2 separate regions of the Ovis aries genome follow, and region 1 is linked to region 2. A link is a contact called in public Hi-C data. All regions are on one chromosome and are shown on one strand. Each heading gives the region's core, a stretch centred on a gene start, on an enhancer-like site or on the middle of the called end of the contact. The rest is flanking DNA. Distances are from core to core; before and after follow the strand shown. Region 1 overlaps DAD1 (defender against cell death 1). Region 2 holds the start of SLC7A7 (solute carrier family 7 member 7).

Region 1 (4,954 bases), core at 1,145-3,644, 240 kb after region 2:
CAGAGCGAGCCTTTGCTGATTTTCTCTTTGCCAGCACCATCCTTCACCTTGTCGTCATGAACTTTGTTGGCTGAATCATTCCTGTTTACTTAACTGAGGAGGAGGAGACTAGAAGAATGTAAGTGATGATCTTAGCGCTTATCACATGATGTTGATTTTAGGAATAGAGATTGGAGGGGGCTGGTTTTGATCATGGTTGGCAGAGTTCCCATAGTGCTGATGAGAGCTTTGCAGAATTTTCCATATCGGTCTGCAAAGTTTGTGTTAATATCATCATGATTCATCAGTGCTGCTGATCTTGGTCATTGCCTTCTCTTCTCACAGTTCTGGAAATCATTAAGATAGCAGAAAATGGGAGTTTGCTTGTAGCTAATACATTAATTTCTGTACCAATAACCCCATGAAAATAACTCTGAGATCTTGGAAGAGACATAAATTGTAGATTTTGGTTTTAGTTTTGCTCTATAATTTTTTTTCTGATATTGATCCCAGATGACTTCAAATGCTGAGCCATTGTTCCCATAGTACCTAGTATAGTGCTTACACCTGATACACGTGTAGTATATACTAAATGAATGATAGCTTCATGATGACAGCTTCTTGCTAATACATGTGCTAAATTAAAAATTAATGGGAAAATTGGATTAGCTTGGGAGAACACCATAAAATAATGAGATGCTATTTGGTTCACTTGTCAGTTTTCCTTTTTTTTTTTTTAAGCAGTAGAGCTCTTTTATTTTCTAAGTATCTCATCAGTTCAGTTCCTCAGTCGTGTCCGACTCTTTGCGACCCCATGAATCGCAGCACGCCAGGCCTCCCTGTCCATCACCGACTCCCGGAGTCCACCCAAACCCATGTCCATTGAGTCGGTGATGCCATCCAGCCATCTCATCCTCTGTCATCCCCTTCTCCTCCTGTCCTCAATCTTTCCCAGCATCAGGGTCTTTTCAAATGAGTCAGCTCTTCGCATCAGGTGGCCAAAGTATTGGAGTTTCAGCTACAGCATCAGTCCTTCCAATGAGCACCCAGGACTGATCTCCTTTAGGATGGACTGTTTGGATCTCCTTGTAGTCCAAGGGACTCTCAAGAGTCTTCTCCAGCACCATAGTTCAAAAGCATCAATTCTTCGGATCTCAGCTTTCTTTATAGTCCAACTCTCATATCCATACATGACAACTGGAAAACCATAGCCTTGACTAGATGGACCTTTGTTGACAACGTAATGTCTCTACTTTTTAATATGCTGCCTAGGTTGGTCATAACTTTTCTTCCAAGGAGCAAGCGCCTTTTAATTTCATGGCTGGAATCACCATCTGCAGTGATTTTGGAGCCCCCAAAATAGAATCTCAATATATTAAAATGGCAGAGGAGCCAGGGTTGTTTTCATTGACAGAGTTGAAAAGCCCTCTTTGCTTGGGCTCCCCTCGTGTGTAGTATGCTCTCCCCTCCATCCTTCCCTCCTAAGCAGAATCCTAAAGCTCTGAGAAGCACTTGACTCTGTATTAATACTTATTTTATGTATGAGGAAAGGGAGTTTCACAACAGTCTACTGGGTTTGCTTGGCCATGCAGCTCAGTGGTAGCAGAGCAGTGTCCTAGCCCAGTGGTGCTCTTCCAATATCCTTCGTTGCCTACTGATGAGTAAATGCGCTCTATTCTCTGCCGTTCCCCTATGGAATTAAATGTTGCTATTACTGGGGTAGAGAAAAGAGAACTTTAGGAAATGTTACCCCCTCTGGGGGAAGAGGCCCAACCTTTTTCTGTTGTACTTGGAAAGCTGTCATTTTTGTATTAATCAGAAATCTTAACACATGAGTTACAATAGCCATGGGCAAGGTAAGTGTAATAATGTGACTGACTGTACTTCAATTTCTGTCATATGTCAGTCAGTTACTTAGTATATTACACAAAGCCTTTCCATTTTTTATACTGTCTCAAAAACAGTTCTGTTAGTTCAGGTGAAGTTTCACTTTTGGCAACAGTTGAGTTGAGAGATGGTTTATATCAGTGACAGAGGTTGAGAACCACTTCTTTCTACTATCCTAATACAGTTGAATTTTTTGGAGACCTGATCAGGACTTGAATTGTTCTCTCATATGCCAGTTAATGCCTTGATACTGGGAATACAAAGAAAAGGAAAATATAGTCCCTGCCTTCAGGGAGTGAACAGTCTAATGGAGAAGCCACGTACCCACAGCAGTTAGAGCCGTGCTAAAGACCTGACCAAAGTGCTGTGGGGGCTGAGAGAGGGTGGCTGCCATGCTACCTGGGAGCAGAGGCCGCAGGCGAGGTGTCTGACCAGTGACGGCTTCTTCAGTGCAGGTGGAAAGCTTAGCCAGCAACACTGACCTTTATTGGCCTGTGAACATCCTGAGCAACCCCGGGCTCCGATAGCAAACTTGCTGGAAAGGTCATAAGTCTTCTGATTGCCTTACTCTAAAAGCAGTGCCTTACTTCACAGCAATGCCTTAGTCTAAAAAGGAAATGCCTTACTCCTTTTTAGATGAGTCATGGTGGTGTATGCTTTAACAAGGGGACAGAGCATACAGTCCAAGGATGTTCTCTAGGATCAGGGAGGTACCAAATCGTGAAAAATTATCTCTTAGGGCTGTCATGATTGGAAGAGGACTCTGCTGCAGAGAGCTTGGTATTTCAAAATTATGACAAAAACAGACAAAAAAGCAGGCTCAGCAGAAACTGCATACGGTAGCCCATATTAGCGACCTAGGGCCACCTGTTCAGTTTGGAATTATGGGTCCAGGGTACAGCATAATCTTCCAATCCCAGATTACAGTGTTGAATCATTCTATAGAGGGTATACTCATAGAGAATTCTTCTGTGGGGGACTCATCAGGGTTTTTTTTTCCCAGAGGTCTTTCATTGACATACAGTATACTGTCCTGCTCTCAATCTTCAAATAGACATTTTTCTGCTATTTTTCTGTGTTTCTAATTCAGTTCTATGTGTGGTGTCCTAAAACATTTTAAAAAATGGTTTTTAAGTTTTTCAATATTTATATCAGAGGGTACAATAAAAATGTAATACTTTCCATATTTGCCAAGTATGTTGGGAGTTGGGTATAAAAAGAATAAACATCTATAAGCATAGTGTACGGCTCTTTGTGAATTTCGGGGTAGCATTTAAAACCAGCAGCGACTCTGAAAAAGGCAGATCAGAAGAAAATGGCACTGAGTTAAAGAAATGTTTTCAAAGAGAAGTAAGGAAGTTAGCAGACAGTGAATGCTCACATGGATCAGGTTTTAAGTGCTTCTTATTCTGTCCTATTTTATTTTCAGAACGACCTCTTGAGGATAAACTTGCTAATGCCATTTATGAATGGGAAACTGAGATTCAAAGAGCCTTACTGGAAATCTTTTAAGTCTGATAATCCAGTCTGATGTCAAAAAATGTTTTTAATCTCTCTTTTCGCTTGTGTTACTTGCTCAGTCTGGTCTGACTGTTTGCAACCCCACGGACTGTAGCCCACCAGGCTCCTCTGTCCATAGGGATTCTTCAGGCAAGGATATCGTAGTGGGTTGCCATTTTCTTCTCCAGGGAATCTTCCCGACACAGGGAAACCTGGGTCTCCTGCACTGCAGACAGATTCTTTACCATCTGAGCCACCAGGGAAGCCCTAACTTTGCTTAAAATTGCTTGTTGTGGGAACTTCCCTGGTGGTCCAGTGGCTAAGATTCCGTGCTCCCAATGAAGGGGGTTGGGTTCGGTCCCTGTCAGAGAATTAGATCCTACATGCTGCAACTAAGAGTTCCTTCACCGCAAGTGAGGGTCCTGTACCGCAACTAAAGATCCGGCGTGCTGCAATGAAGATTGAAGATCCTGCGTGCTGCAACCAAGACCTGGGGCAGTCAATAAATACATATTAAAAAAAAGAAAGAAAATCACCCTTCTTAAAATAATTGCTTATTATAAAGTATTTGACAATTGCACAGTCAGAGAAATGTGTTTAAAATGTGGCCACAGTTATTTTACCACCATCTTTTCCTTAATTACTTACTTTCTTTGCTTGTATGACAATGGTAAAAATACAGAAAAGTACAGAGAATAATATAACACCCCCATATTCATTACTTGCAATGAACAGATTTTGAACAGAAACTAAGCTAAAGTTCCTTTGAATCCCTTCAGTCCCCATTGTTTCTCTCTGCTGTAAGACTTTACTGTCTTCTTGAAATTTATAAATATATAAAAACTACTGTTAACACAAACTTGTCTAAACTTCAGACTTTGTGGCCCCCTGAAAACATGTCCAGAGATAGCAGAGTGAGAAATCTGTGGTAGAAGTTAGCTGTTCAGTTGGCAACACTGGTATAGGTGGCTATTCCTGGGGTCAAGAATAGACTTTATAATATTTAAAAAATTATTATAAAAAGGAAAAATGCTCCTAGTGAGCTTCTGAGTTGGGAGAATCCTTGCACCACTCAAGTGATGGTATTTGGCACTTAGGTGGCAGTAAGTCTGTTTTGAATGCATCGTATTCAGTAGATTTGAATAAAGATTTACATAACTACAGGTGAATATTTCCTGTTTTGTTTTTCCATGTCTCCTTGTGAAATTCTTTTCAGAAAATGTCAGCCTACCTCAAGTGTTTGGAAGGGAAGAGAGACTTAGCTACATTGGATCACAGCTTGGGAAGGGAAGTTCAGAGGGAAGAGCGAGCAGGGCTTTGACAAAGGGACACACCTGAGCTTGGCAGGGTGCTTAGCCTGGGGGAGATAATTTGCCACCAGCTTGTGCTGAAACCTTATTAGTGTTACTTTGTCTTTATGGTGGAGGCGGTTCTACGGGTCTTTAAAAATTCAGTGTTTAATCCTGGCTGAAGCGAGGGTGCTGCAAGGCTGGGCAGAACATAACTCTGACTAATGGAATTATATTCCAACAAGCAATTGCTGTTGGCTTTTCGAATTCATCAGTAAATATCAGTACTATAGTAATCT
Region 2 (5,197 bases), core at 1,535-4,034:
TGAGAGGCAGCTGAGGCAGACAGCACTGAAATCCCATTACATAATTTACAGTTGGAGAATCAAGTAGTAGAAACCAAGCGCTGGAAAAATAAAGTCGGTGTTAACATTGAAGATTCATAGGAAAGCAGGCTGGTACTACCATCAACACTATATAAAGAAGTTAAACCAGCCTAACTCATACACTATGGGTATAAAATCATAGAAAAGGTCACATGCATTAAGGTGAACTGATAATGTAGATGATAATTTCTCCAAAGACATACGAATAGCTAATAAACACATGAAGAGATGCTCACCATCACTCACTAGAGAAATGCAAATCAAAACTACAATGATAAATCATCTCACACTAGACAGAATTGCCATAATCAAAAAATCCACAAACAATAAGTCCTGGAGAGTGTGTGAAGAAAAGGGAACCCTCCTGCACTGCTGATGGGAATATAAATTAATATAGTCACTATGGAAGACAGTATGGAAGTGCCTTAAAAAACTAGGAATAAAACCACCATACGACCCAGCAATACCACTTCTAGGTATGTACCCTGAAGAAACCAAAACTGAAAAAGACACATGTACCCCAATGTTCGTTGCTGCACTATTTACAACAGCTAAGACATGGAAACAACCTAGATGTCCTTCGACAGATGAATGGATAAAGAAGTTGTGGTACATATACACAATGGAATATCACTCAGCCATTAAAAGGAGCACATTTGAGTCAGGTCTAATGAGGTGGATGAACCTAGAACCTATTATACAGAGTGAAGTAGGTCAGAAAGAGAAAAATATCATATATTAACACATATATATGACTTCTAGATGGATGGTACTGATGAAATGTCTCAGAGCAGCAATGGAGACACAGACACAGAGAACAGACTTATGGACAAGGGTGGGGGAAAAGAGGGAGAAGGTGAGATGAATAGAGTAGTATGGAAGAATATACACTAACAGGTGTAACTAGAAAGCCAGTGGGAATTTGTTGTATGACTCAGGGAACTCAGACTGGGGCTCTGTAACAACCTAGAGGGGTGGGAATGGGCAGGAGGTGGGAGAGAGATTCAAGAGCGAGGGGGGCATATGTACACCTATGGTTAATTCATGTTAATGTATGACATAAATCAAATTGTAAAGAAATCACCAGAGATAAATAAATGTTAGAAAAAAATGTAGACAGTATGAACTCCACATGCAAAAGTGAACACATGTACTAGTTTAATAGCTGAGGGAGTCGAGGAGCCAGGGCAGGAGGATTTCAGGGCAGGATGGGAAGCTAAATCTGAAAAACTGGGGAATGTGGGAGGGGAAAGGTCTTTGGAAGGAAGATAAGTTCAGCCTTTGACGTGGTTAGAGTGATGTGGCAGGGGGATAATCTGTGGGTTGTAAATAGCAGGAAATAGGTGTTAGGATTTTGAGAGAGAGAGAAAGAGAACTCTAGGTGCTGACAGCTAACATCATCAGCATTCTCAGGGACCTTATAGAACACTGTTGCGGGGGTGGGGGAGGGGTTTGGCACTTGGACAGCACTCCTCAGTGACTTCAACCAGGCTCTAAGCCACAGGAAAGCGGCTTCATCATCCCCTAACTCAAAGTCTTTCAACCTCTGGACTTCATCTGACAAAAGCTGGAGGTAACAATGGTGAGAAATATCAGGAATTTGAGCTTCATGTCTTTCCCCTTAAAGTCCTTTGCCTCTCAAGGGCGTCACACCATGGCCTGTATTTGGCATTAACATTTTGTTTAACCACTGATGTTTTTATCGAACACGTTTATTCGTTTATTCAAATATCGTTCTGTCAGGTCTGTATACAGTAATTTCTGTACAAGTGCACTGAGAATTTTGGTTCTTTTTAAACTGTTGTGATGAATAATAATGACTTTGGAGAAAAAACATAAGTAAGGCTGACTCTGGGTGGCTAATTCCACCTCATTTTGCAACCTCTTCCCCTTTCAGCATTCGGTGACTAAATTCTAAGACTGAAGAAGAGCGAACTATTTAGGAAGTTTCTTGTTTCACATTCCTTCTTAGGACAGCTCAAGAAAGATCTAAATCACTGTCACTCTATACAAGAACTGTGGGAACTGACAGTCATAAACCACCCACTCACACAATACGTAGCTTTGCATATTATTTCCTTATTGCTTATTTAATTTATTGTAACATATTCCTTTTCTTTTACCATGGCTGTTAATTCCTTGCTCATTCAGTATAGGCTAAATTGTGTGTTGAAGCCCCAGCTTCAACATGGGTAAATTATAACCTCAGGGCTACACTTTTTTTTTCTTACCTTGTCCCTGGGAAGTCTCTTAAGCTATGTGCTTTTCCATCAGACAGGTCTTGAAGGTGGGTGGTTCGCTATGAATCTCGGCAGCGAATCTTTGGCTTTAAAATATGCCAAAGCTGGACTGTCCATAAGGTATACAAAAGGAAATTGTATTATTTACAAGTCATCTTTTAGTTTTAATACGTGGTGAAACATTTCTAGGTTCCTTTCCTTGAATTAGCCCAGCAACTCCCTCTTTTATTGGGTCCAAGGAAGGTGCGGTGGGGACTCCAGCCTCTGCTCGGACATCTTTGGTTACGTGCTGCCTCCTGGCGGCGGCTCTACGGCCTGACACCTTCCAGCCGGGTGGAGACCACTTGCTTTAATTTGGGATCTCGAAGCTGACGCAACAGCTTCCCCGAGGGGGCGGAGAGTTGAGTCGCCCTTCCGGGAGACCCCCTCCCCTGGCTCCTAGGGGGAACGTCTCCCTCCCCTCCCCCACGGGGCTTTGCGGTCCAGAGTCCCTCCGGACTTTCAGCCGAGAACGCCTCGGGGCTGGAGGCAGGGTTGCCAGGGTTTGGGGCCCTCGCCCAGACCCTCCTCGGGCCCAAGAGCTCGAGCTGGATTGGGAGGGAGGGAAGAGGAAGCTGAACGCTCGTGGGGCGGAGGACGCCTCTAAGGGTATCCGCGGTCATTTTCATTTCCCAAGGGCAGCGCAGCTCTGGCTGAGGACAGGGCAGGGGAGCGGGTTGCGAGGCCTCTCGGTTCCCAACCTTTGCGATCTTCGACTACACCCACCACAATCCCTCCCACCCCACCCCCCACTCCCCATCCCCCCCATCCTCTTCTAGCGCCTCCTGCAGCCCGGGGAGGGGCGGGGGCTGCTTGGCCAGGTGGAGGGAACCAAGGGGTCCAGGTGAGGTGAGGCCCTGGTGCCCCAGCGCAGAGCCCGCCTCGGCCTCCGCAGCCAGATCTGGGCATCGGGTGCTAACCGAGCTCTCCAGAGGGCTGTGGGGACGGGCGGTGGCTGGGTCGGGGTTGGGAAGGCGAGACCTTGGGGCTGCAGACACGGAACCGTGGGCCGAAAGAGGGAAGTAACGGGCAACGACGGGGACGACGTCAAGGGGCGGGGCCGGCGAGCGAGGCTGGGGGCAGAGTGGGAGACCCGGGCAAAGGTGAGCGCGGCGCGCCGGCCCGGCGGGGGCGGGGCGGGGGAGGGGGAGGGGCGCGGGGCGCGGCGGGGGCGGGTCTGGGAAAAGAGTTCCCGCTGAAGGGTTTGCGGTTCCACTCTGCTGGAACCCACCTGCATCTGCGTGAACCTGAGCACTCGCCTCACTCCGCCTTCGTCCCCTCTGCCCTTTCACCGCTTCGCTGACGTCGCGCCTTGTTCTCGCCGCGCCCAGACCGGCCACCTGAGCTGGGTGTGGGACAGCAGCACAGAGCTTCCGATCGATCGGGAAGGCGCGTTAATGAGGTGCTTTTTGTTTTTGTTTTCCCATTGATGAAACAGAAAGTCCCTTTCAAATCATTCTAGGCCTTCCAGTAAAACTGAGAAAACTATACTTTTTCCTTCCCTTCAACCCATTACTATCAAAAAGAGTAGATACCTTTCAAAGTTGCTTGGGAGCCAGGCCAGCAGCAGCATAGAAGGGCCTGAAGAGCAAGTGCAAGACATTCCCGGAGCTCAACTTGGAAACCAGTCTAGGAAGAAAGGCATTATTCATCCAGTTATTCTTCCAGCAAACCCTTCTTTGACTGTCCACACGGACCCTGCGCTGGGGGTACCGGTGGATGAAGAAGCTCTGGTGGGGCTGCGTTCTAGTGGGGGAAGTGATAACAGACAAACCCCAGGTGGTAGCCAGTGCCTTTGAAGAAAAGTCAGGCATGGTGAAGGGGATGGAGATTGGCTGAAGGAAGAAGTTACCCCTTCTGAGACTCCTCAGGGAAGGTCTCTTGAGAGTGGTGTTTAAGCACAGACCTGAATGGAATGAGTGAGAGAAGGAGCAATATCATGGGGAAGAATGTTCCAGGCCAAGGGAACAGCAAATGCAGACGCCTTGAGATGTCAGGGCTTGTGTAGCAACAGCAAGGGGGGTCAGCGTGGCTGGAGTGAGGGGTAGTGGAGGTAGGGGCCAGTGCCAACAGGGGCAGCCTTAGGACTGTCTTCCTAGGATTTCCCTCATTTACAACTTGGACCTGAGTCCAGGGTGGGATTAAGGGGCAGGCCAGCTGGGCAAGCAGGCTGGGTCTAAAAGGGCACTAAATTATCCTGGAGTAATTCAGACTTTTGGAGCCAATGAGCTCTGATTTCTGTCTTTTGGTGCACTGTAAGTTGGCTCCCTTCCACTGACAGAATCCTTGATGACTGCTTACCTAGACCACCTGTCTCTAGACTAATTGTGCAACATGCAGGCACAGGTATTAATACAAGTTGCCTAAAGGCAGTGATCACAGCTGGAATTCGGAAAATGCTGCACCTCGCTGTGAAGTGCCACTCCCTGAGACTTGTGCTATTGTCTACATTCAGAATCATTTGATATGCCCACCAAGAAACTGTCTGCTTCAGAAAACTGCATGTAATGAATTCATGCCTTAAACTCTACTCTTGAAAGAATGAGACTTCCAATTTTTATTCTGTCGGTATTCCCCCACTTCTGCTAAGCAAACATTCAACAGATATTTAAATAATCTTGGTTTGAGGGGGTGCCAACTCATTAGATTGCCCAGGGTGCCAGGGCTTGCTCTGGTCCACTTGCCTGGCTCTTACCTGGGTTGCCACGCATCACCTGAACCGGTTGGGGACCTGAGGTGTGAGTAGGTTTGCTTAGTGTTTGGGTACGCATGTGGCCGTGCCCCCTACAACTGGCCTTCCTTGGCACCTGTTGCCTTATATAGGGATTGAAGTGGCTGAGGCTTTTGAGATGGGAGCA

The links. Hi-C and Micro-C count contacts between places; a contact is called where the count stands out from the background.
Region 1: a contact with region 2 is called in a Hi-C map of muscle, with 4 times the contacts expected there. The contact joins the enhancer-like site here to the promoter of SLC7A7 in region 2. A contact is called at or near these places in 6 of 16 Hi-C or Micro-C datasets (blood, mesenteric adipose tissue, muscle and 1 more).

What each region holds. Positions count from the first base shown.
Region 1 is chr7:22,043,002-22,047,955 of ARS-UI_Ramb_v3.0, forward strand. DAD1 (defender against cell death 1) reads left to right here. Exons shown (of 3, transcript XM_004010356.5): 2 at 1-118. The coding sequence ends at 74. Among named protein-coding and RNA genes, the nearest start is that of DAD1, 15 kb to the left of the region's middle. Within about 2 kb of position 2,395, at least 2 of the 54 cell types and tissues checked have an H3K27ac peak or open chromatin away from gene starts, as enhancers often do. A contact at or near this core is called in muscle, where this site is marked.
Region 2 is chr7:21,807,261-21,812,457 of ARS-UI_Ramb_v3.0, forward strand. SLC7A7 (solute carrier family 7 member 7) reads left to right here and starts at 2,785. Exons shown (of 11, transcript XM_060418965.1): 1 at 2,785-2,948; 2 at 3,671-3,741.